7 separate regions of the Mus musculus genome follow, and all the other regions are linked to region 1. The links are chromatin contacts, called in public HiChIP or PLAC-seq and promoter capture Hi-C maps. All regions are on one chromosome and are shown on one strand. Each heading gives the region's core, a stretch centred on a gene start, on an enhancer-like site or on the middle of the called end of the contact. The rest is flanking DNA. Distances are from core to core; before and after follow the strand shown. Region 1 holds the start of Parm1 (prostate androgen-regulated mucin-like protein 1). Region 2 holds the start of Nup54 (nucleoporin 54). Region 3 holds the start of Sdad1 (SDA1 domain containing 1). Region 4 holds the start of Naaa (N-acylethanolamine acid amidase). Region 5 holds the start of Cxcl5 (chemokine (C-X-C motif) ligand 5). Region 6 overlaps Ppef2 (protein phosphatase, EF hand calcium-binding domain 2). Region 7 overlaps Uso1 (USO1 vesicle docking factor).

Region 1 (3,523 bases), core at 271-2,770:
AGGGCTGCGCCACGGAAGCCGAATGTTCCAGAAAGATCCGCAGGCAGGTCTCCAGACCTTGCAGATCCCGGAGCAGAAAGGTTCTCTCAGACATTAGCATGTAGGGAAAACACCATCAGGCTATTGGCTCAGCTGGGAAACTTTCCCATAAACTGTCTTATCCTCTGAGAGCCCCAGGGAAGCTTCTAGCTTCTTTTCAAGGAGTTGTGACTTTCCTTGAGTGGGGGTGGGGAGGCACATTTACAGGAACCCAGGCAATTCAAGAGGGGAAACACACGGACTAAAGCTTGAATCTCCAATCAGCTTGTACTAGGAGGCTTCGGGGCATTCTTGGATAAACAGACCGGACTACTCTCTTGGGTTACTCTCCCCCGCCCACCCTCAGACCCCGAGTATAGTCCCGAATCCATAGTCCTTATTGGGCTACGTTCTTCCTGGACAAAAACCTAGGTACCCAACTCCAGAAGGTGGTGCCTGGTTTCATCTCTGCAGCCCGCGGGTCGGCTTGGCTTGAATGCCCAAGGTCGTGGTTGCAAGTAGTCCCTAGACCCGGGTGAGATAGATAGACAGACCCGGATGGGGCAAAAGGGGGTGTGTATCCTACTTTTACCCAAGTTACTAGTTTCATACAGAGGGCCACAGTTTTGGAAGGCTCTTGGCCACAGTAGACCTGCAATCTTCAAACAATGATCATAAGCTTGACCCTAACCTGGGCCGCTGCCCCTGTGACTTGTTTGTGCCGCATCATCCCTGAGCCTAAGTAAAAGGGACGCCCGGAGTTCCAGAGACCTCTAAGTCCCAGAGCGCTAACCAGTCGGGTTGAGCGCACTCCATGATGAAGCCCTCCTAGCAGCAGCTTTGTCGGACCCCTGCCTGGCCTCTGTATCCCACGTCCGGACAAACCACTGGCAAGAAGTGATGTCTGGGGCTGTAGCAGGTGCTCCCCGGAGACCCCAGCAAAGGAGAAACCACAGAAACCTTTCCTCTCCGTGCGGAATTCTGTGTTCTAAGGCGCCAGCTAGCCGGCCACCTGTTTCACAGAGAACGAATTTGTGGGGGGCCCAGGATGCCACAGCAAAGACCCAGACGTCCCTCCCTTCCAGGACTGCCAAAACCGCACACCTCAAATCTAAGTGCGCACACCCCTGCAGACCTACCACCCTCCAGTGGTGGCTTATTTCTTGGTGTCGCCCCTCTTCCCATCAGCCGGACCCTGTGCTGCCTCCCCCATGCCCCGCTCTTCCTAGGACCGCGCCAAGTACCTGCGGTGAAGATGCAGAGGGCGATGAGCACCTTGCAGACCATATTACTCTGGTGCTCGGTACCGAGCTGGATGCGACTAGAGAAGAGTTTCCTGGGTCTGACCAAGTGCTTCGGGGCACCGGCAGCTCCTCTTCGGACCGGGTGGGCTACGGGAGGAGCGGGGACGCCAGGCGCGACGAGTCCAGGCAGCTTCGGTGTCTGGCGGCGCAAGGCGAAGTGGAGGTGGCGCGGAGAGTCAGCTGTGTGCCCTGCGGCGCCAGGCGCACTTCTGCTCCATCCCAGCTGCCTGAGCCCAGGGCCCGCCTGCGCCGTCGCCAAACCCCTCCCACCCGGCCCTCCTGCGAGGACAGGGCCACCCCCTGGCCTTCTCTCTCCTGGCGCACAGGTCCCAGGAGTCCCGGCCCAGAGCGGCCTCTGCTGGACAGCGGGAGCTAGACTTGAGCTTTTAGTGGATTCAGCCACAGCTCAGGGAGCTTTGCACTGTCCTGGAAGCTAAGGCAAAACAAAGTGTGAGTGGGTCCCTGCCGTTAGGTCGCTTATGAAAACTCCTTACCCTTAGAGAGGCGACCTCGAGGTCACCTCAGAGAATCAACACATTTCTTTCCAAGTATGGGATGAAGACCTTTTCCCTTCATTTCTGCAAACAGCCTTCTGTGTACATTAAACTCTCACCGCACTTCCTGGTGCCTATTCAACTTCCTAGCCAGAAGAAATACCACTATCAGGTGATATATATGATCCCCAGATAACTGAACCAGCCGTCTGATTAGTTACTATGCTAAAGTTCCTTCTACTAACCCAGAGACATAAACCTTACTATTTCCCAGGTAAGAAATCAAAGGCATTAGAAATTAAGGAATGTGTCATGTTCATATAGTTTGTAAGAATTGTTTGTACATCAGGCCTATGAAAACAATGTAATAATAATAATAAAATAAGTTTTATGTAATAATAATTAGTGCTAATAAACAATAATAACAGATAACAATAATTTCTGAGAAATGGCAATAGGCTATGTGTTGGACAATGTACATTCACATACTACCCAAGTCATTTACTTCCCGTAGTATCCTCATACAGGCAAGTATCCTCATTTTCTGGGTAGGAAGTAACTTTAAGTTTAAGTGCTTGCCCAGGCCTTATAGTTAGGGAAGGGTAATCAGATCTTTTTCACCGGGGGCTCCTTCTCCATATTGAATGCCTCCCCAAAGATCAGGGCTTCTCCAAAGTGGAGTCAGACCTGGCCTTTCATTTCATTCTTTTTGCGCCCCCTGCACCTCAGACATTCATAGTCCTCATACGGGCTGCATGCCACATCCTTCAGCTTGGTGCAGTCTGAACCTGGTGGCCCCTGGTCACTAGAGCTGACAGTTGTAAGAGAAAAGGGACCCTTCCTAAGGCATTGGAACATTTGGTGCCCTCAGCAGCTCTGCAGAACTGTTTTCCTGTCGTTTGGTGTGTCGTCTTCCATCTTGTAACAGGACCCGCTCTCTCTCAGCCTGGGTTCATCACTTTAGCAGCAGCCAGGCCAATTCTCAGCCTCACCTCGCCAGCACCACTCCCAGATCTTGGCAGTACTTTCGCAATAGACTACACTGGGCTCATAATTGTCCTTCTTCTCTATACATGTACTGATTCCTGTCGGTATAGGAAGCAAACGATACTGCAAGCAAAAGCTGAACTGCCTCTCCTGCTTCCCTGGTTAGAAGAACTGGCAGACGCAGAGTCTTAAACACATTCCCGGAAGCCTTCTGGCCTCATGTCCTTCCCGTGTCTAGCCAACCTGTGTGATTAGGAAGCTTGTGGACATCTGGGCTTTGCTTGTCACAGAGTCTGCAACCACACATGGATAGAGCTTGGTAGTGACACTCTTTAAGGCTGGTGCTCTTCTTTTTAATTTTTAAAAAAAAAGTTTATTTAATTTTTTTTATTCCCCTCCCAGCCCACCCTCTGACTGTGCCCCATCCCATACCTCCTCCCCATCCCCCTGTCTCCAGGAGGATGTCACCACCTCCCCCTCCCCTCCACCAGATCTCTAAACTCCCTGGGGCCTCCAGTCTCTTGAGAGTTAGGTGCATACAGTCCTCTGCTGTATACATGTTGGGTCCCTCATATCAGCTCATGTATGCTGCCTAGTTGGTGGTCCAGTGTCTGAGAGATCTCAGGGGTCCAGGTTAGTTGAGACTGCTGGTCTTCCTACAGGGTCGCCCTCCTTCTCAACTTCTTCCAGGCTTTCCCTAATTCAACCATAGGGGTCAGC
Region 2 (3,523 bases), core at 411-2,910, 920 kb before region 1:
TGTCCTGGAACTCACTTTGTAGACCAGGCTGGCCTGGAACTCAGAAATCCGCCTGCCTCTGCCTCCCGAGTGCTGGGATTAAAAGCGTGTGCCACCACGCCCGGCAGGGAAACAGAATGTAATGGTAATTTTTTTAAAAGGTGGGGCCAGAGAGACTGCTCAGTCAGTACAGTGCTTGCTGTTAATGTTTGAGGATATGAGTTTAATCTTCATCACCCATATTTAAAATTAAACAAACGCTGAGCACAGTGGCATTCATGTATAACCATAACACTGGGCAGGCAGAATCAGGAGTCCCCTGGGGCTTGCTGGCTGGACAGTCTTGCCAAATAAGCGATGAGATCTAGATTTATTGAGAGACCTTGTATTAGAAATTAAGAGTAAATTAGGAAGACACCCATGTCAATCTCTGGCCTTCAGGCACGTGTGCACATATGTGTGTATACACTCTTCCCACACATGCATGTGCTCTCTCTCTCTCTCTCACACACACACAAAATGGGGCAAAGAGGTTCCTGAGAAAACTAAAATTAGATCTACCACATGACCCAGCTATGTCTATAAGGACTCCAAGTTAGTCTATCACATAGATGTATATCAATCTCTACTGAAGCATTAGTCACAATTGTTAACAAACCTAGTTGCCTAACAACAGAGGGATGGATCAGAAACAGAGGATGGTATATACTCAAAAGAGTTTTCAGCCCTAAGAAGGAAGTTATGTTGTCATTTGCACAAAACTGAATATCACTGGAGATAAACATTATTAAGTGAATTAAGCCAGTCACAGAAGGAAAAAAATTCATTTATGATTCCTAGGTTTAATTAAACACATAAATCATATGACATGGAAAATGAAGTAAAATTACTAGGGAACTAATGGGAGAGACAGGGAGAAGACAGAAAATTTAGGAGTAGGAATATATATTCAAAATACAACATAAACTTGTATCAAGATGTCCTAATGTAACACAGTGCCATGTACAATAAATATTTTTAAAAGGAGAAAAGAATCGGGGCTAAGTAGAGAAAAACCAGCGAAGTGACTTTGGGGATGCTGCTTTGCAACTCTAATCCTCAGTCCTCCTGTCTCGTCTGTGCCAATTAGTCAACGACAGAAATCTTCTCTGTGTAGTTGAGGATTAAATGTTCCCCAGAAGTGCGATGCAGGGCACAGATTTTACCAGTTAGTGGGCCCATTTGCTTCATCGAGGTCAGCCCTTCTTCTTGGTCAATGACAATAGTAGTAAACTGTCTGAAACGCAGCTGGGGGTTTAAAAAAATATGCAAAAACAATTACTAGCGTGCATTCCACATAGCTAACACACGTGTTACCACCATCGCCATCATCTTTCCATCACTCTCGAATGCCTCTTTCTCAACTGCTTTATCTACTCAAACCTCCTTTCCTCCGGGAAGGACCGCTCCTCAGAGGTAAGGGCAGTACTTTCACGCGGTCCCTGCACACTGTCACTTCTCTAAAGTGGCTTCAGAGAGCCACCATACAACACCCCATGTCCAACTTCTCATCACTTCCCCTTTGTGGTGACGCCCCACACCACGTGAAAGCCACAAACACACCCCCGGAAGTGATCGGTGGTAGGCGTTCCCGTTCGATCATCCCACCCACTCCATCCTTGCTTGGTTCCTGCCTGCTCCGCTTAGACCGGGAAGGAGGCGGAACTAATGGTACGGACCGCCTGACGGTTCCCAGCCGGACAGAAGAGCGGAGGGCACTGGGCGTCGCGCCGCGCGAGCCCGGGGCCATCTAAGTGCTGCTCCCGCGACATGGCTTTCAATTTTGGGGCTCCTTCGGGCACTTCGGGCACCTCTACAGCCACCGCGGCACCGGCGGGTGAGTCAGCCCTGGGCCTACCTTCTTCCTCCAAGGAACCAAAGCCTCGGGCCCGCCCCCTCGATCCGATCGGTCCGGCTGGGGGGTCCCGGGGTTGCCCTGGCACTCGGGACACCTTGGAGTCATTTGGAGAGGGCGGTGGCGGTGGTGGCGGCGGCGGTGGCGGTGGGAGGGCCGCGGGCTGCTCAGGCTCAGCCTGGGGCTCGCACAGCACGCTCAACCCGCGTGGCTCGGCCGCCGCGGTGCTTCCCGCCATTGGGGTGTCCGCCCAGGAGAGGCCGGAGGCTACGCCCCTCTCATTTCCCGGGACCCCGCGTCCCCTCGTCCGTCTCAGCCTCAAGGTCCAGACGGGTAAAGTTGGAGCCAGGCTGCCCGCAGCTCCCTCTGTCCCCTCCCCAGCCCGGGGGGGGGGGATGCTCGGCCCCCGCCCGTGCTGCCCTTCGCTCCTTCTGTCTGTCCGCACCTTGGCTTTCTTCCCCTGATCCGGTGCAGGTCAGGTTTGTTCACGCTGTGAAACCTCTTGCTGATTCTTGTAATTCTTACCTTTCTTTCTTCTCCTTTTCTCTTTCCCTCCTCTCACCTTTTCAAATTTTTGTTTCTCTTGCCTCCACGACTATCAGGATTTGGTGGGCTTGAGACTGCCAACTCCACCGCCGGTGGGTTTAATTTTGGGGGTTTCGGATTAACCGCTAACCCTGCAGTGAACTTTAATATTGGGAATTTCGGTGTTTCTACTACCTCGGCGACTCCGTTCAATTTTGGTAACAGTCTGGCGAGTGCAGGTAGATACTGGGGTCATGTGTGTAACGAGTATGGGGGCTGGAGTCCAAGAATGTTCCGATGTCCCTAGAGTTTGGGGGAAGAAATGGCACTTGTCTAATAAAGAAAGGGGTTTATTTCCTAAGATCAAATCAAATATATTTAAAGTTTTGGCTGCTTTAAAAGATGTGGGTTTTGGAAAGCCTTAAAGAATTAGAATGCACCTTGGTTGGATTTTCATTTAATGATACAGAGCACAGCTTCCAAATGATAAGTTGGGAACCGAATATTTTTTAAAACATTAGCTTTAGCAGAAGGTAAGCGTTTCCCTGGGATTCTTGGACTCCTGCAGTCATTTTTCATTTTTTAATACATATTTCATTGGGATTTCATCTTATTGTCCTTGTGTTTCCAAGAGAAACAAGTCTTATACGAACAGCAGCGACCTGTCTTGTTTTTCAAACTGTAACGATGTTTTTCTAGCATTAACTCAATATATTAGGATGTATTTCTATATATAATTGTAGAAAGAATCCCGGATTCTTTGCTGGGTTTTTGGGAAATTTTCCATGAGTAGTTTTAATTTACCAATTAACACTGAGTTCTAAAAAGTAGGCTCGGCATCTTTTACTTTCAAAAAGAGGATGATGAAGGTTTTTGGTTTTTTGGTTTTTTTAATCTGTGGCTTGTTTGAAGATCACTGAAATTTTTCAGAACACAAATTAATGGATGTGTACGACCCAATTTAAGTTAGGCTTATGTGAGCTCGACATCCGTATGACTCTTAGAAAACTCTCCATCCTCAGCTGCTCGTATATGAATGTACTGTCCATAGTTTATGTTCCGTCAAGCCACTGCTGCCCGTGCCAATTATATGCATTTGGTAAGCCTTACTTCTAAACTTACTGG
Region 3 (3,523 bases), core at 367-2,866, 790 kb before region 1:
TTAAAGAATTGGGAAAAACTTTAGAAGTTAGCCATCTACATTCCACAAACATTGACGGCCTCTGGAAGGAAAAATCCCCTCATAGAACACTAACGCCCTCACGAGCACTCTTGATCTAACTGTCCTCAGGACTTATCCAGATATGATTATAAATTTCTTTTGATTTGGGCTCTAACATGGTGTCAGGTAACCTTGGATGAAGTTGATCTAGGAAACTGCTTAGGTTACACAGAATAATAACACCTTGATTCATCTATTAGTGTAAGACTAGTTACCATCTACCGGGCAGTGGTGGCGCATACCTTTAATCCCGGCAGTAGGGAGGCAGAGGCAGGCAGATTTCTGAGTTCAAAGTCAGCCTGGTCTACAGAGTGAGTTCCAGGACAGCCAGGGCTACATAGAGAAACCCTGTCTCGAAAAAAACAAAACAAAACAAAAACAAAACAAAACAAAAACCTAGTTACCATCCAACAGCTGTTTTCCCCTCTGTGGTTAGAATTAAGAGAGTTGCCTGGGTGCGGTGGTGGCACACACCTTTAAGACCCAACACTCCTGAGGCAGAGTCAGATGGATCTCTGAGTTCAAGGCCAGCCTGGTCTACAGAGTGAGTTCCAGGACCGCCAAGGCTACACAGAGAAACCTGTCTCAAAAAACAAAACCAAACAAACAAACCAACACCAACAAAAAAACAATCTAACCTCCACCCCTGCTCTTTGCCATTCTCTAAAACATATTCTCTAAGCATACTCCTCATGGATTTTTTTCTTCTACCTTTAGTACAGCCTAAAAGAAAATGATTCTCATTTCTGACAAGGTTTTTGTTTTAGTGATGTGTGTGCAACTCTGTGTGGGTATGTGTGCTGTGAGCACAGGCACCTGCTGAGGGCACACATTTCTCAGGAGCTGGAGTTAACTATAGATGGTTGAGAGCCACCGTGTGTTGCAAACTGAGCCTGAGTCCCTACAGCAGTACCAGATCTTAGCTGCTAAACCATCTCCAGCCCCTAATCCTCATTTTATAATACAGGATCTCATGTATCTCAGGTTTCTCTCAAATTCCTATGTAACTGAGGATGACCTTGGAGTCTCAACCCTCCCGCCGCCTCTTCTCTGAGTATGCGGGTTGCAGGCATGAGCCAACACACGCAGTTTATGGAGAGCTGGAGAAGAAACCTAGGGTCTCCTATGAGATAGGACACCTGAACCAGTCCCCAGGCCCCTGCTTAATTTCTGTCGTTTTTCTTGAGACAGAGTAAGCCTCGGGCTTGCCCCAAACAAATATAATGCTCCTGCCTCAGCTTCCTGAGTACAGGGATTACAGTTGTATGCTGTCATACCTGAGTCCCATATTAATCCTCATTTATTTGGGCCACCATAAGAATGCTGAGCTAGATGGGGAGAACTGGGAGGAATTGGCGGAGGAAAAAGAACATGATCAAATATATTGTATAAAAATTGTTTTCAGTGGAAAAGAATGTTGAGATAAGGAAACCTGCTCCAGAGTTTGGTGACAACCAGTAGCGGTTGTCCACCGGCAGGGACCGATAGCGTGCAGACGCCTACAAAGAGTTGCAGCAGGGTGGTGAAGTTTGATCCTCTGAGCGTTCCGTAGCTCGGTCGGGCAAGCGGCGTGTCCCACGTGCCGTTTCCGGTTACACTGGGACCCACGAGTCTAAGCTGCCGCGGGGCCCGGGCTGCGACTGACAGAGGCGGACGTTTTCCAAGCACTGCTCGCCAGGGAGCCCACCCACAGCCACCATGTCCGGCAGGAACAACAACAAGCTGCCCAGCAACCTGCCGCAGTTACAGAACCTGATCAAGCGGGACCCGCCGGCCTACGTGGAGGAGGTGGGACCGGGATCCGGCTCCCCGGGATGCTCCGGTGTGCTTCCGGGGGCCTGGGGAGGAAACGGACGGGGGATGGAGATACGGGGGACGGGACATGCAGACCCCACCAACACTGAAACACACCCTAAAACCTGCTGCCTCCGGGTTTATCCGCCCGCCTCGCCGACGTGGGCCGGTAACGTCCGTTGGCCGCCTCAGAGCAAAAACTCGAGTTAGCCCCTAGCATACGATGAGTCGTGTGTTAAACATGCTTTCCACAGACGGCCTCTCCCGAGTGCCCCAAGCTCTGCCAAGAAGAGCAAGGAGTTCTCAGATGGCAGGGCCACCCCACAGTCAAGAGTGTAGAAGATGTAGTTAAGCCACAGTTCAAACTCCCTGGGAGTCACCCTGAGCTAGATTTGAAAAAAATGCTTTGAGGGAAATGTGCGGTCTAAAACTCTGTTAGGTCCAGTTTGTGAGGGGCATGGCATACTCCAAGTGTGTGAATTCATAAGAACCACGAAATGAAGGCCGTGACTTTGTACTCTTAACCTGGTAGATAGATTAAGACGCGCCTTTGCCTTTATTATTTGTCTTCTTACACACCGCCCTTCCCAATCCTCCCTGTCTCCCCCCCCCCCTTACTGGTCCCCTTCTCTCCTCAGACAGCCCCCACTTCACTTCTGTATACACATCACATTTATTTCAGTTCCCTGCATCCCTTTAAGGTCTCTTCTTCCAGAGCTGGGGAGTTGACTCAATGGTTAAGAGCACTGGCTGTTCTTCCAGAGGACCTGGGTTCAAGGCCCAGCACTTACATGATAGCTCATAACCATCTGTTGCTCTAGTGTTAGGGGATGCGACACCCGACTTCTGGCCTCTGGATACTAGGCATATGTATACACGCACATACAAGTAGGCAAGCTCTCAATACACATTAAACATAAGCTCTTACTGGGTTCCCCTTTCTAACTTGTGTCACAAACTAAATTGAAATCTGACTTTTGCTTCTGAGAGGAAACAGGCTACCTCTCTGAGTCTGGTTTAATTTCTTAACATCTTTCCTCCTGTTGTCATGGTTTCAGCTCTTGATTGGAAAAAACTAAATGCATGTACCACATTTTCACTACACATTCTGTTGATGGACTTAAAGGCTGGCTCTGCTTCTTGCTGCCGTGGTTCGTGCACCAGTAAACACAAATGTGCAAGTGTGTCTATGGTGTTTGATCAGAGTCCTTTTATTATAAACCAGGCCGTAGAAGGCCAGTTTTAGTTTGTCCATAGTGGTTCTACCATGGACATCCGCACCATGAGCTGTGTGTGTGCGAGTGTGTGTGTGTGTGTGTGTGTGTGTGCTCCCACTCTATCCCCACCAGTGGTGTGTGTGTGCATGTGTGTGGAGCGTGAGAGAGAAGGGGAATATAGTTTCTGTTTTCCCACATTTGCTGTCTGTCTTTTGCCTGCTGACAGCCATTCCGATGAGGTGAGATAGAATCTCAGATTATTTTAATTTGCATGTTGCACACTTTTTCACATAGTTACCGGCCTTTGTATTTATGTTGAGAGTTGTCAATTCAATCCTTTATAGTCTGTTTATTGATTGGAAGGTGTGGTTTGGTTTATACGGTTCTTGACGTATTCCACCTGCGAGCCTCCAGTCTGAGAGATAGCAGTGAAGCCTTCCTGACATTCTGGA
Region 4 (3,523 bases), core at 265-2,764, 760 kb before region 1:
TGAGCCACCATGTGATTGCTGGGATTTGAACTCAGGACCTCTGGAAGAGCAGTCAGTGCTCTTAGCCACTGAGCCATCTCTCCAGCCCAATAAAAACACTTTATAATCACGACTTTTTAACATACAAATATATAGAGCACAAGGAAACATTTACCAATCCAATGTTAATATCCTGGCTTTTTTGTTGCTTTTGTTTTATAAGTGAAAGCATGAGAGGCTGGCTTTCTGGCTCACGCCTGTAATCCCAGTACCCAGGGCTCAAGCGGGAGGAGCAGGAGGGTGGGGTCAGTCTGGGCTATGTTCTGCCTACAGAGAGGAAGTTCAGTATAAGAAGAGAACCAAAAAGTGGAACTGAAGCACTCACCATGACCCCTCCCTCAAGTGCTGCTAATCTCAGATGTGTGTGTGTGTGTGTGTGTGTGTGTGTGTGTGTGTGTGTGTGCGCGCGCGCACGCTCCTGTGTGTGTCTTCAGCACAGTATTATTTAGTATCTTAAAATTTGGCATAGAGTATCAGTTTGTGCTTTTGCTGACTGTAACTCAGCATTAGCATGTTTGTGTGTGTGTTGTGTGGCGGTGCACGTGTGTGTGTGTGCACATGGAGGCTAGAGGCTGACATGGGGGTCTTTGTTACTTTCCACTGCAGGCAGGGATTTTTTCCTGAGGCAGCGTTGCTCTCTCACTGAACATGCTGCTCACTTGACTTGGGTGAGCTGAATGTGCAGTTTAGCTCCATCCCAGCAAGAGGCCACTGGGGTGGACTAGCCCTGGGGTCCTTCGGCCTGCTCACTAGCTCCATCCTCATGGCTTGTTCGGCTTGCTTTCTTATAGAACCCAGGATCATCAGGCCAGGGATGGCGCCACCCACAAAGGGATGGGCCCACTCCCATCGATCGCTTATTGAGAAAATGTCTTACAGCTGGATCTCATGGAAGCATTGTCCTCAACCGAGGCGCCTCTCTGACGGCTCTAGCTTGTGTTGACACAGAACCATCCAGTACACCGGCGCTGGTTGAAACAGAGTCTGAACTTTAGGTGTTTAAGTACAGCGCAATTTTAGGGAAAAGACGTTTCCTGGTAACAATTATCTCAATCTCATGTGCACAGTAAAGCTTACGGCATCTTAAGGACCTTGGGCAGGATCGGGTGTGGTCTTGGGCATACATATTTCATAGAGTCATCAAACTACAAAGTGCATGTGACATCTTCCGTAAGGATAGGTTCTATTGACTGAGAAACAATGCTTACGAGTCTGGGAAGTCTAGGATAGAAGTATAGTCTAGGGGGTTCGGGTGAGGTCTGGCCCTACGTATAGCACAAATCACCAGGTTATTAAGTACAACCACTCCCGGCCTTTTACACAGAGATGTGATACTGCCTCTAGCTGTGAGTGAGAAGCAGGCTTAATCCCGCTGGGGCAGGAGGCGGTGTCAGTGCTTGGGTTCCTGACCGGGTGGAGCGCAGGCCCCGCCTTCAGTGCCAGCACCGCCCCAGGCCTCCCACTCCGCCTCCCCAGGACAGCAAAGATTCATTGGTCCGGTGGTGGCCTCAGAAGCCGGAGCTATGGGGACCCTAGCCACCAGGGCCGCGTGCCATGGGGCACACCTGGCCCTGGCTCTGTTGCTGCTACTGTCGCTGTCCGGTCCCTGGCTGTCGGCTGTCGTCCCCGGGACTCCGCCTCTCTTCAACGTCAGTCTGGACGCGGCCCCGGAGCAGCGCTGGCTGCCGATGCTGCGGCACTACGACCCAGACTTCTTGCGCACCGCGGTGGCGCAGGTCATTGGGTGAGCGCGGGACTGGTCTGGTGAACTTGTAGTCAGGCTCTGCTCTTCCCTCGTTGCTGCACCTCTACCCTCTCACCGCTGCACCGCTGCCCTCCCCACTGCTCTGCGCAGCGCCCAGCGGGTGGCTGACCCAGCAAGGCCAGTTCGGCTCTCAAATTCGGAGCCTCCTGCGGCGCGCGCGTTTACCACACATTTTCCGGGTCAGGGTAACGCGCAAGGTGTCACCCAGTATGCTAAGCTGCAGCGTAGGGCATGCAGCCCAGGAAACTCCGCATCGTGGACCAGCCTGGCTGGCCTTACATGGAGGTTGGCACTGGAGGTAGTGGTGATTGCACTACCATTGGGTGTATCTCAGCCCTTATACTTTTCATTTCGAAAGTCTCGCTGGGAGTTTGACTATACATATATGAGTATATGGACAACATAAATTGGATTTGGTGGTTTGTTTTTGTTGTTGTTTTGTTTGTTTGTTTGTTTGAGGGGTAAGGCAAAGGTGGGAGGGTGGACTCGAGAGGAACGTGTGATCGGGTTGCATTGTATGAAATTCCCAAATAATGAATATAAATGTTATGATGTGAGAAAAAAAGAAAGAGATTCTCGCTGTGAAACATAAACTGCCCTTACAATCCTCCTGCCTCAGCCTCCTGAGTAGCTGGGATTACAGCCCTGCACTATCATGCCCACTTTATTCCCGCTGGTTTGAACGCTGGGAATGGAGCAGCTCTGAAAGTAATCTAGATTCCCAACATTCCTCCCGCCTCGTCCACGCATACGTGCACTGTCCATGCTCTGAGACGAGAAACAAACTTCGTACTTTTTCATTTCTAGCGACAGGGTTCCCCAGTGGGTACTCGGGATGGTCGGAGAAATTGTGTCGAAGGTGGAGAGCTTCCTGCCTCAGCCCTTCACCGACGAGATCCGCAGCATCTGTGACTCGCTCAACCTCAGCCTGGCTGACGGTATCTTGGTCAACCTGGCCTACGAGGCTTCCGCGTAAGTGCCCCGTGCTAGGTGGATTAAAGTCAACTAATTGCCACCTACTGGGGACTCCTGTCACCCATAATGAATGGAGGAGATATGTTCGCTTGGTGAAGATGAGATAATGACTGAAGTTTACATGTCACCTTAGGTTTCTGACTCCCCAGGGAAATCAGAGCAGCATGTGTCTGGTGGACTTCCAGAGGGAAGCAGCCGCTCTACCCAAAGCTTACTTTTATCTTGTCAGGGATCTAGATGGCATCCTACTTTCCAAACTGTTAAGGCCTAGGAACTGTCGAAGGTCTGGCCAGCCAGTTTGCACTGTTACTAATGATATAAAGAAACTTTCTCAAGTGCTTGTTATTAGGAAACGAGGCCTGAGCTTGTTGCTTATTCTGTTATGTTCTGTGCCTTGGTGTTCTTGGAAACCAATCACAATAGAAGGCAATTAGAAAGAACTGCTTTGTATAGTTAGCCGACGTAAGCTTGGACCCGAACCAACCACCCAGCAGCACTTCCTCCACCCGTGTATGAGCTTTTTTTAAATGTACGGTTTCTTGCCTTATAAACTGCTCCTGAGATGGACCCCTACATAAAAGAGATGCTTGCACCAATATAAGATGCTATTTAGAATAAGACTTGCATTTTGAGTAGGGGTAGAATAAAGCTTAAGTTCCTAAGGAATATGTAGGGATATGTAGGAAGGCTAGATGTGGTTGGTTGATTCCTAGAGTTACTATCATTCACCCCAATTGGCTGGAT
Region 5 (3,523 bases), core at 456-2,955, 760 kb after region 1:
ACAGTAAAAGAGGTCCCCATTTTATGAGAGAGAGTATGACAGCATTGCCTTCTCATGAACATTACAAAGGATATATATATATATATACACACACATATACATATACATATACATCATATACATATACATATACATATACATATACATATACATATACATATACATATACATATACATATACATATACATATACATATACATATTCCGGAGACAATGCAATAGTCACCTTCAGTTCAAGACATTTTGAAAGGTTAACAACCAATGATTCTTGACTTACACACTAAAGTATCACAATTTCCGATAGTGTGACAGATAGGAAAGAATAGGAAATATTTTTGCTAAATACACTTGTGAGATGAGCAGGAAGCTTCAGGGACAATGGTTTCCCTTTTCTCATCAAAGCAGGGAGTTCATAAAGAAAATCCGTGGGTGGAGAGAATCAGCCCTTTCTTCTTATCTTCACTGGGGTCAGAGTCCTCAGAAATCTTTCTATTGAACACTGGCCGTTCTTTCCACTGCGAGTGCATTCCGCTTAGCTTTCTTTTTGTCACTGTTGAGAAAAGACTTATATCAGTAACTAAAATTCTTCAGTTTATCCTAACACACACACACACACACACACACACAGAGAGAGAGAGAGAGAGAGAGAGAGAGAGAGAGAGAGAGAGAGAGAGAGAGAGAGACAGAGAGACAGAGAGAGAGAGAGACAGAGAGAGACAGAGAGAGAGAGAGAGACAGAGAGAGAGACAGAGAGAGAGACAGAGAGAGAGAGAGAGAGACAGAGAGAGAGAGAGAGAGAGATGAGTTTTGGGTTATTGCAACATCCCAGAATAACAACTTTCCCTTCTGAATCCTTTTATTCTAAGCTCAGTTTCGAATGTGGGATGGGAGCCTCAACTCATACAGGGAGAATAAGGACCTTGCCCGCTGCAGAGACTAAGATAGCAAGTACCTGCCCAATATTTTCTGAATGATTTTCTTTATCACAGGAGCTTCTGGATCCAGACAGACCTCCTTCTGGTTTTTCAGTTTAGCTCTGCGGAGGAGGAAAAAAAGAGGATGCACAGGTGAGCCCGGGTGACTGAAGAATCCGGGATAAGGGATGTGGGTAGGGCAGGGGGTGTCCTGGACTTCCATCTCCCAAGATCACCTGCACCCAGAACACAGTCAGAACTCACATGACTTCCACCGTAGGGCACTGTGGACCTGCAGGGATCACCTCCAAATTAGCGATCAATTTGGGATTAATTTTTGGAGTTACGGTTAAGCAAACACAACGCAGCTCCGTTGCGGCTATGACTGAGGAAGGGGCAGCTGTGGAAGAGACAAGATTATAGGAGGATGCTGGAAGAGCCCCTTTCCCCGCTCCTGGGACCCGCTGACTGCGATGGCCCGCCCGGATGGGTCAGGCACCCTGCGCCACGCAGGTGCTGCGCCCTCACCTTCAGCTAGATGCTGCGGCAGCGTGAACAGCAACAGAAATGCCAGCGGCGCCATCCGCATGAATGGCGAGATGGAACCGCTGGGGATGCGGGCGGAGCTGCGGAGCTGGAGGCTCATTGTGGACAAGATCCCGGACCAGGGAGCACCAGCTCGGGATATGCTGGAGGAGGTGTGGAGATTGGGGCTCTACAGAGCACTATGGTGTTCTCAAACCCACTGCACCCCTTTTATCTGTTCTCTCTCTTCCTTCAGGCAGGAAACTGGAGCTTGAAGATGCTGGGGAAATTCCCTGGACTTGGAGTTAGGAGGTGGGGGGCTCAGAGGGGCTGGGCAATGGGATTGGGGCGGGAGGATGGCTAGGAGGAGTGGCTCTTTGCCAAATCGGAGGAGAATGCTTGTAGTCCTGCCCCGGGAACAGAAGGCTGCTGCTCTGGGTCAGACTCCTTTAGAGGACCTTTCCCTCTCCTAGGTCAGGGCTAGTTAAGGCAGGACAGAGCTCTGAGGATGCCCTTCTTTTCCTTGTAGGAAGACTGGAGCCAAAGGAAGGAGTTTTGACTTTAGAAAACCTTCCACAGGTCTTTAACTGTTATTACTACAAACACTATTGCTGACACCTGGGAGATGGCTCAACCTTTAAGAGAACTGGTTGCTGTGGCAGAGGTCCAGGGTTTGGCTCCCCACCCACCCACCCATGCAGGACCACATTGCCACATTGCTGCTCACAAGCTTCTCTAGCCCCAGGTCTAGGGAACCCCACGTCCGTCGTCTTTTGGCTTCCTTGGGGCAGATGCATCTACTTGGTACACAGACAGATAAGCAGACATACACATGCTCATAAACAAAAATACATTTGAAATGTGTGTTTTTAAAACGAAGACTGTTTTTATTCAGGAAATGTAATCCCGGACTTGAAAAGATAAATAAATAGAAAGAAAGAAAGAAAGAAAGAAAGAAAGAAAGAAAGAAAGAAAGAAAGAAAGAAAGAAAGAAACCTTGCCCTCTCCTTGTGTGTGGATTACTTATTGATTCTTTGGGATTCTGCCAGCTTTGAAAGCCAAGAAACTATGAAAGTGTTTTGACTTCCACTTAAACCAGCTGCATGAATGGCCTTCAAAATAAAAGCTGCTTACTGGAAGCCCTGCTATTGTAATTGTTTGGCTTAATGAACAACTTCACAGATGACTCAGCAAATTGCTTTGGGAGGAAGATAAAATCTTTGCACCCTTTGCCATTCAGTTAGGAGCAGTCTGTCCTGTGCTTGGAGCCGGAGGCAACACCAGGGGCTTCTTGCTGTGCTTTCTAATGTGGCTCCCCTGCCAGATAGGGATTTGACAGTGGGTAGAAGCTAAAGGAGGTTGGTGCAGCTGAGGGACTCATCCGTGGGACTTATCTGCGAGTTTGGTGCAAGGGTTTGATTCAGTTTGCCAGCAAGATAGCATCCGTTCTGACTCCCTCCAAGCAACTTCTTGGAGTTCAGAGGAGGGATGCTTTCCCCAGGGGCTTGGCGGGGGTTGGGGGTGGGGACCCTGGAGGGGCCACCTGGTGATGAAAGATGAGATGACTTCCTGTAACTAAAGGCCTTCATACCAAGGCAGTCGGTTATAACATTAAGTGGTGCCCTGGCTTTCTTTATAGAGATTTAACAGATCTCCTCTCTGGATGGTTCTCAAAACCTCTGGCCATGTAGTAGGCCGGCAGAGGAAGTCTGTAAACATGACAGCCTTACACATATAGTCCTGGAAAGAAACTGTTTTTTCTTGTCCCCTGTAACCATGGGAACCGCCATCCACCCCACTCGTCTGTTTTCGGAATAAGAACACCTCCATTGCTGAGCAGGAAATGGTGGTAGACTTTCGAACTTACATTCTGGAAGGAAACTTAGTCTAGTTGAAGGAAGTTGGGAGGTTTGGTGATCGCATTGTGAGAAGCTAATGGGAAGTTGTGAGTCCACCATCAGCATCACACTTGACTCAACAAATGCAATCCTTCATCCTTCTGGGGAGTGGTAATCTGTAACAAGCAGCAGGTAGAACACACACACACACGCACGCACGCACGCACGCACGCACGCACGCACGCA
Region 6 (3,523 bases), core at 636-3,135, 720 kb before region 1:
GATTCCTTGGCTGTCTGTAAATGATGAAGCTCTCTCTCACTAGGAGCTGGTGAGAAAGTAGGTTGACTTACAGAAATTTTGCACCGTGGCACCTCACCAGAAAGGCTCAATACACCAGCATCCGAAGTCTCTTTAAGAATCAAAGTTAGAGGGCTGGTGAGATGACTCAGTGGGTAAGAGCACCCGACTGTTCTTCCGAAGGTCCAGAGTTCAAATCCCAGCAACCACATGGTGGCTCACAACCATCTGTAATGAGATCTGACTCCCTCTTCTGGAGTGTCTGAAGACAGCTACAGTGTACTTACATATAACAAATAAATAAATCTTAAAAAAAAAAAACAACAACAGCCTTGTTAAAAAAAAAAAAAAAGAATCAAAGTTAGAGACTCAGAGCTAGGACTTGATGACGGAATCTTTAGAGTTTCCTGAGAGGTGATAGGGGTGTCACTGGTGACTGGCTTTTGCTGTCTTTAGTGAGGAGGGACTGAGTAGGAACCAGGTGGTCGCAGTTTCTCTCTTCCAACTGCTAGGAAATGATAGCCTCACTGTCCCTACACGGAGTGTCTCTTTCCAAGACATATTCATCCCGTGGGCCCTCTCCAGGACCTTTCTTTGTTCTTGTCCTAGGCCAGCCCACCCAGGGGTGGCTCTTCTTTGTACCTCACAGTTTCTGGATCTATTTGCGGGATGGGGAGGGAGCATTCTGTGCGCATGCCTAGCCTTGCAAAGATGGCCTTCTCAGCTTTGCCTGTAGCCCAAGCACGGCTACTGTCTTTGGGTTCATTGCCACGCAGTTCCGTGCCGGATTGCTGTCTTTCCCGAGAACAGAATGTTTTGTATTTATTTTTCAACTCGGTTCCAACGCCACGATGAGACGGTGGGGCTCCAGCTGAAAGGGTTCCCGCTTCCTCTCCCCTGTCCCTCTGCAACAAGGTAGGGTCACGGGTCAAGCATTTCCGGTTACCTGACTGCTTTTCCCTATTCTACACTACCGGTCTAGCAATCCATGCAATCCAAGACTTACAGCAGATGGCGCCAAACCCCGCGTAGAATAGATGTTTTGTTTTTCTCTGGGTACCCTGTCAGAACCATGATCTGCCCGTCCATGTTTCATGCCCAGGTTCCGACTCTACATCACTACCGTTCCATTTGTGGGTATATTTTTTTAAGCAGAAGGGTCCTTAAAAACGGCATGGTAATGCTGTGTATGTCCATCAGAAAACCTAGGTTATGTGACTGATCTGAAGGCCGTGTATACAGCGTGGATGCGCTGCACACAGGAGTGACCCACATAGCACTCAATTTTCCGTTGGTGATACAAAATGTTACTATGTGTCTTGCAAAAATATGTTAAATGTGAGTAATTTAAACATGAAATATCAGCCTGCCAATTGCGTGTTTGAATGTGGTGGCTAGGTGGAATTGCTGTGCAAAGTTATAAGGGTTGCCATCAAGCTTGTCATAGCCCCGGAAAACTGCACAGAGCAGAGGTTTAGGACTGACCTGGATCCCAGAACAGTAGTCTGAAAGGACTTACCATTTCATTTTTGTAAGTCTTTGCGTGGTGCGTGCCTGCGTGTGTGTCCGTCTGTTTGCTTGTTTATTTATTTATTTATGTATTTATTTGACACATTTAGATTGTTTCTACCATGAGGTGCAAAACAAGAAAGGAAAGTGAGAATCGAGAGGAGCAGAAGAGAAAAGATAACCAGACAAGCTCTGGACAGAAACCTACTCCGTGGTTTCTTCCTCAAAGCCGCTCTCTGCCCTCTTCGCCTTTTCACCTGGGCTCTGGCTTTAAGGCCTACAAAGCCGGCAGGTCCTGCAGCATCCCCTGTGGCTCCCCTAACAGCAAGGAGCTATCCCGGCGGGGGCAGGTGCGGCGCTCAGTGGACCTGGAACTGGAACAGTGCCGGCAGCAAGCCGGCTTCCTGGGGATCAGAGAGAAGGGGGAGTCCTTGCCTTTGGCCCCAGATGCTGACTGTGTTGCTGATGGGGGAGGGGTGCTGGAACCCACCCCCGAGGAGTGGAAGCAGGTGAGTGTGGCCAGGTGCTGCTTCTGAGAGTTTATCTGCTGTAGGGGGAGCGAAGAGATCAAAACTCCTGTATAAATGCAGGTGGTTTCCTGAGGCCCCACTTTCTATAAGGAATTAGAAAACCCCAGGACACTAACTTTTGTTTAGTAACTCATGTTGACGTTTTGTTATGAATGGGGAGAGGTTGCTAGGGACCGTTGCCCAAGAATACCTGTTTCAGGACTTGGCTTCAGCTGAGGATGCAAGTTAGGTGCCACTTAAAGGATACTTTCCCATGCAGCAAGCTGGCAGCTCCCGCACAAGGTCAGAACTAGTCAGTAGCTTCTGTCCTCTCTTTTCAGAAAAATAAGGGCTTCCCCAGATCTCTAAAACTATGTCCTTTACCACACCCAGCTGCTGTTTAGTTAGGGTTTCTATTACTGCGCTGCAGTACCATGACCAAAAATAACTTGGATGGAAAGGACTTATTTTGCTCACACTTCCACATCATAGTCTGTCACTGAGGAAATTCAGAGCAGGAACTCAAGCAGGGCAGGAACCTGGAGGCAGGATCTGATGGAGAGGCCATGGAGGGATGCTGCTCACTGATCTGCTCCTGATGGAATGATCAGACTGTTTCCTAATGTACCCTGAACTACCTGTCCAGGAAAGGTGTCAGTCCCTGTGGGATGGGTCCACCCTTAGGAATTGTTAGTCTAGACAACAGTCCAGACTTGCCTAGAGGCCAATCCTACTGATACATTTCCTGAACTGTGGTCCCCTCCTCTCTGAGAACTCTAGCTTGTGTCAAGTTGACATAAAAATACAGGCACACCTGGTAACCAGGTTGGAGACGATGTTGGTGGTTTTGGGGAAGTTATATAAAAATTTGATGGTGGAGTCATTTGTCATCTATAAAAATGGCGTTTCATAAGGTTCATCCAATAAAGAAAAGAGTTCAGGCTGTTTTAAGAGCTCAAGTGGGCAGAAGTAGCCACTGTCTGGACAAAGGAGGGCAAGAAGCACACATCACATTCTCCCAGAGTTATTGCTCTGGGCTCCAAGACCAACTTATACTTGAAGTTTAAAATGAAGTTTTGCAATCTGTGACCCACTAATGTGCAGATACTTATAAATCAAGTGCATTTTCCTTAAAAGTACATTAAGAGGGTATTCTGTATCATCATCCTAAACCCATAGTTCCTCATTGTGCCAGACACGCAACGTCGTTAACCTGAGTATGGACAAGAGGCTAGAACCCGAACTGCTGCCCCAGAACTCTCAGATCTTCTTCCTCTCAAGTTGGTTTTGTTCAGTGTTTTACCACAGCATAAAAAACAAACTAGAACAATAACATATAGTTATTATGTCTTCCACCATTACCAGGTCTTTGTAGAAGAATCAGGAAACTAAAAGCAATTAGGACATAGTTTATTTCTGTCTTTCTGTCTCTCTGTCTCTCTGTCTCTCTGTCTCTCTGTCTCTCTGTCTCTCTCTCTCTCTCTCTC
Region 7 (3,523 bases), core at 763-3,262, 650 kb before region 1:
CTACTTACCTCTGCCCAGAGTGCTGGTATACCACCACACCTGGTTCAACTAAAATCTTTAACCTCAAAGGAAAGCAAGCTTGGCTCCAGAATGGTCAACTTTTCTGCTTTATTCCTCCTGAGACTTTTAAGCTGTCAACCAAACAACTTCCTCTCTCTTTAGCGCTTTCTCTTCTAACCTGTCTTCAGGACGAACACCTGTAATCCCAGCAGCTGGAGGCCAAGGCAAAATGATCACAAATTGATGCCAACTAGAGCCACCGATAACATATTGATAGCGTTGAAATGTTTGAGATCAAGTTTGCTCCTGCCTTAAGTTCCTCCATGCTGTAAAGAACAGCTGTGCCTTGTCCCAAGAGACTTCATTTTAAAGCAGCGTTGGACTCAGTTTTGAGGCTGGAAGGGGACGCTGCCCCCAAGAGACAGGTGAACAGCATCAGCTTTGTAAGTCTACCACGAGGCACAGACTAGTCCCTGGAGCAGCTGTGACTTCTGCAGCTCTCTGAGAAGCTCAGCTTGGCTGATTTTCATGTGCATACAGACTCTGTGCTCTCTCCCTTTCCCTGGCCTCCGAGACCTCTAACTCTGCTGTCGTCCCTTAGCTCTTGTAGTCTACACATTTACTGAGTCTATACATTTATGTTCTGTATGATCTGTGAGTTAATATTAGTAATTAGAACTTCAATAAAAGAACCTCCTTGGCAGAGTGGGAGCATCTGGAAGTTGCTGCCTCTGAAATGACAATGCCCTGGCAGTTGTCATCAATACATTCTGACTCTGAAGACGTGAATGTGCTCATCTGTCTCTGACACAGTGCACTCACAAGGCGAACAGACTCCTGCCTTTCTTCTCTACCTAGCTGTTCACAGCTCTTCATTTCCTCTACTGGGGAGATAATTTGCTAAGGACTCCTGTCGCACTGACATTTCCAGGTCCCCTCCCTGGAAAAGACTGGAATCTGTGAAAATCTGAGTTTCACACGGACATTTGATCCCGGGAATCGATTCGGCTGGGAAGAGGGGCGTGTGTGCTGCTGTAAGACATGGTGAGTGACTACACAGCAGTCTGCACGGTCTCACTCTTACCTCCGTCACTGTTCCCCTCCTCTGTAATAATGTCCAGCAGTCGCTCAAAAGCATTTTCAAAAGCAACAATTTTCTGGATTGCTCCATTGCTCCTTGTTAATGCCTGCAGTAGTAAGACGCCCTTATAGAAAAGAAAGGTGGCATTCAGTTGAGTATGAAATTTATTGGACTCCCAAAAATTACTTTAAAATCATAGAATCCTACAGTAAACAGGGCTTTACAAATCCACCTGCTTTGCTCTCTATATACAGAAGGACATAGACGGCAGAGACGGTTCAGCTCCCCTGACGGTCATAGGTCACATAGGAACAGGACCTTGGCAAGAGTTACATCTAACAAGTTTCTTCTTAGCTACATACAGTAAGAACACAATTCTCACTCTTATCTGTCACCATGTAATTTCCACAAGCCGAGAAGGATTATAAAGTTCTCATATTTACTCTTCTCAAAATGATGATATAAATCATGAAATACCACCACCACATTTTAACAGAATTTCTACAGAGTTCAGGATACCTTGAAAATCAGGCTCCCAAATTCCTACAATTTGATTTTAAATCAGCAAAAACAAGAAATGGAAATTCACACCCTGTAAGAAAGTTTGCAGAAGGTTCGTGTAGCATGGTTTTTCTCCCACAGTCTTTTCCGGCCTGTGGCTGGCAAAAATGGCTCCCACAAAGAAGGGTGGCAAGAAGACTGGATGTCCTGCCACCAAAAAGGTGTGATCCAGGAGTGCACCACTGACATTCCCAGGCAGTCACAGAGTAGGCCTCAAGAAGCATGCCACAGGCACCCGAAATCTGGATGTGTCATGGAGGAGATGGGGCTCCAGGTGTGTGTAGGGAGCCTCCAGATGCACATGGGGACTGTGCACAGATAACAACTAAGCTGTCTGGGCCAAAGGAATAAGAAATATCCCATAGTGTGTCATGATAACCTATGACCCTGTTTACACATTTCAAAATCTAGTCAGTGTGGATGAAACCTAAGCTCTGAATGTCAGATAAACCTACAGAACAGATAAACAAACAAACAAACAAACAAAGGTTAACTAAGTCTGTGCCCTGGCTTTCAGTTTTTTTCAGTGTATTGAGCTGTTTATATAGCTTTGGCACTTATCACTTAAAAAGCTTACATTACTCCTTATTACTCGTCTCTCTGTGTATAGTGTTTTGCCTGTGTGTATGCCTGTACACCACTTGCAAGCCTAGTGCCTGTGGAGGCCATGAGAGGGCACAGGATCCCTGGAACTGGGGTTACAGACAGCTGAGAGCTAACACGCGGGTGCTGGGGATGAATCCAGCTCCTCTGGGAGAGCAGCCATGCTCTGCCCTGCTCAGCCACCGCTCCAGCCCTACTCCTCACTTCCTACTTCAGCATCTATCACTCAGCCAGTCCTTCTGAGCCGCTCAGTGACCACAGATAAAAGAGACAATAAATACATGAAGGGGAAAAGCACAGCCGCCGCTTTCAGAGGCTTGCCACACAGGGATGGGAGTGCCACGGTGGCAGGTGGCAGCTAAGCGTCTGTACAAGGTTAAGAAGGCTGTCAACTCGCTGGCCTCATCTCACCCCTTCCCCGGATTTTCAAATTTTAATACTAACATGAAAGAAAGGTAAAATAAAATTTAAATGTCAAATCTGCCAACATAATGGTGCCAACTTGAATTTTAACTGCCTAAAAGGAAAAAGAAAGGTTTACACAAGTCATACAAACTCTGAGTCTCATAAAGTGGACAGAAGCTAAATGCCCTACTTACTAGTTGTATGACTTTAAGCAAAGTGCACAAATTCCATGTCTCAGAATACTTATCTGCAAAGTAGAATAACAGTATCTCGGATCCCTCTGCCACACTATTCCCATGGAACACTCTATACACACTAGACTGGCCTCAAACTCCCGCAGATCCCCTGCTTCTGTCCCCAGAGTGCTGGGGGCTAAAGGCATGTTCTACCACACCTAGATGTCATGCCATTTAGAAGGCGGGAAAACAGCACCTACAGGGTTTACCTGTTTTCAATATCAACATTTATTAGTAGTTTATTTTCCTCTTACTTTGCTGATAGGTTAGCTGAAACTAAAAAAAAAAAAAAACCTATAAAACATATAAAACTAAGATATCAGAGGTTACAACAAAAATAAAACTTAAGCTCCATTAATAAAATTAATAAAAGAAAACATGGACAATCATTTCATCTGCTTCAAATAAAAACCGAGGCAAAAAGTTAGAAGAAAGAGCCAAGAGCTAAAGAAAATAGACTGAACACATGGTGGGGTGGGACAGCAGGGGGTGCTGGGTGGGACAGATCAAAGTACCTGATAAGCTTGCATGAAAATGTAATCATTTTAATTTGTACAAAGAGTATATATGCTCTAGGAAAGAAATGAAAGAACCGAGGTAGGCATTTGTAAAAACAAATGTAAAATAATTTAAATAT

Evidence for each region. Promoter capture Hi-C pulls out the DNA fragments that hold promoters and counts their contacts. HiChIP or PLAC-seq counts read pairs in DNA pulled down with a chosen protein or histone mark.
Region 2: a contact with region 1 is called in a promoter capture Hi-C map of second pharyngeal arch cranial neural crest. The contact joins the promoter of Nup54 here to the promoter of Parm1 in region 1. A contact is called at or near these places in 3 of 39 promoter capture datasets (cranial neural crest, embryonic stem cells and second pharyngeal arch cranial neural crest) and 1 of 115 datasets of contacts at active chromatin or transcription factors (bone marrow-derived macrophages).
Region 3: a promoter capture Hi-C map of embryonic stem cells shows a contact between it and region 1, with 4 times the contacts expected there. The contact joins the promoter of Sdad1 here to the promoter of Parm1 in region 1. A contact is called at or near these places in 2 of 39 promoter capture datasets (cranial neural crest and embryonic stem cells) and 1 of 484 Hi-C or Micro-C datasets (palatal mesenchyme).
Region 4: a contact with region 1 is called in a promoter capture Hi-C map of the HPC-7 cell line, with 3 times the contacts expected there. The contact joins the promoter of Naaa here to the promoter of Parm1 in region 1. A contact is called at or near these places in 8 of 39 promoter capture datasets (the 3T3-L1 cell line, the HPC-7 cell line, cranial neural crest and 4 more) and 2 of 115 datasets of contacts at active chromatin or transcription factors (astrocytes and pancreatic cancer cells).
Region 5: a contact with region 1 is called in a FOXA1 HiChIP or PLAC-seq map of pancreatic cancer cells. The contact joins the promoter of Cxcl5 here to the promoter of Parm1 in region 1. A contact is called at or near these places in 1 of 39 promoter capture datasets (liver) and 1 of 115 datasets of contacts at active chromatin or transcription factors (pancreatic cancer cells).
Region 6: a promoter capture Hi-C map of embryonic stem cells shows a contact between it and region 1, with 5 times the contacts expected there. The contact joins the enhancer-like site here to the promoter of Parm1 in region 1. A contact is called at or near these places in 17 of 39 promoter capture datasets (the 3T3-L1 cell line, 3T3-L1-derived adipocytes, the HPC-7 cell line and 10 more), 1 of 15 datasets of contacts at CTCF or cohesin (embryonic stem cells), 14 of 484 Hi-C or Micro-C datasets (embryonic stem cells, lens fibers, muscle stem cells and 3 more), 2 of 115 datasets of contacts at active chromatin or transcription factors (craniofacial prominence and embryonic stem cells) and 2 of 9 other capture datasets (embryonic stem cells and pancreatic islet).
Region 7: a promoter capture Hi-C map of liver shows a contact between it and region 1, with 2.4 times the contacts expected there. The contact joins the enhancer-like site here to the promoter of Parm1 in region 1. A contact is called at or near these places in 9 of 39 promoter capture datasets (the 3T3-L1 cell line, 3T3-L1-derived adipocytes, frontonasal cranial neural crest and 4 more).

Annotation. Positions count from the first base shown.
Region 1 is chr5:91,515,697-91,519,219 of GRCm38.p6, reverse strand. Parm1 (prostate androgen-regulated mucin-like protein 1) reads right to left here and starts at 1,520. Exons shown (of 4, transcript NM_145562.2): 1 at 1,263-1,520. The coding sequence starts at 1,305.
Region 2 is chr5:92,433,336-92,436,858 of GRCm38.p6, reverse strand. It overlaps Nup54 (nucleoporin 54), which reads left to right and starts at 1,660. Exons shown (of 13, transcript NM_001359995.1): 1 at 1,660-1,855; 2 at 2,476-2,637. The coding sequence starts at 1,789. It overlaps Gm42114 (a long non-coding RNA gene), which reads right to left and starts at 2,248. Exons shown (of 2, transcript XR_880431.3): 1 at 1,877-2,248; 2 at 790-1,266.
Region 3 is chr5:92,308,117-92,311,639 of GRCm38.p6, reverse strand. It overlaps Sdad1 (SDA1 domain containing 1), which reads left to right and starts at 1,616. Exons shown (of 22, transcript NM_172713.2): 1 at 1,616-1,848. The coding sequence starts at 1,759.
Region 4 is chr5:92,276,172-92,279,694 of GRCm38.p6, reverse strand. Naaa (N-acylethanolamine acid amidase) reads left to right here and starts at 1,514. Exons shown (of 11, transcript NM_025972.4): 1 at 1,514-1,783; 2 at 2,612-2,776. The coding sequence starts at 1,563.
Region 5 is chr5:90,757,480-90,761,002 of GRCm38.p6, reverse strand. Cxcl5 (chemokine (C-X-C motif) ligand 5) reads right to left here and starts at 1,705. Exons shown (of 4, transcript NM_009141.3): 1 at 1,443-1,705; 2 at 1,179-1,314; 3 at 953-1,036; 4 at 1-550. The coding sequence starts at 1,560. The coding sequence ends at 490.
Region 6 is chr5:92,237,258-92,240,780 of GRCm38.p6, reverse strand. Ppef2 (protein phosphatase, EF hand calcium-binding domain 2) reads left to right here. Exons shown (of 17, transcript NM_011148.4): 11 at 1,638-2,036. Among named protein-coding and RNA genes, the nearest start is that of Ppef2, 17 kb to the left of the region's middle. Within about 2 kb of position 1,885, at least 12 of the 459 cell types and tissues checked have an H3K27ac peak or open chromatin away from gene starts, as enhancers often do. A contact at or near this core is called in embryonic stem cells, where this site is marked.
Region 7 is chr5:92,168,355-92,171,877 of GRCm38.p6, reverse strand. It overlaps Uso1 (USO1 vesicle docking factor), which reads right to left. Exons shown (of 24, transcript NM_019490.1): 8 at 1,085-1,205. Among named protein-coding and RNA genes, the nearest start is that of Gm25290, 23 kb to the left of the region's middle. Within about 2 kb of position 2,012, at least 5 of the 459 cell types and tissues checked have an H3K27ac peak or open chromatin away from gene starts, as enhancers often do. A contact at or near this core is called in liver, where this site is marked.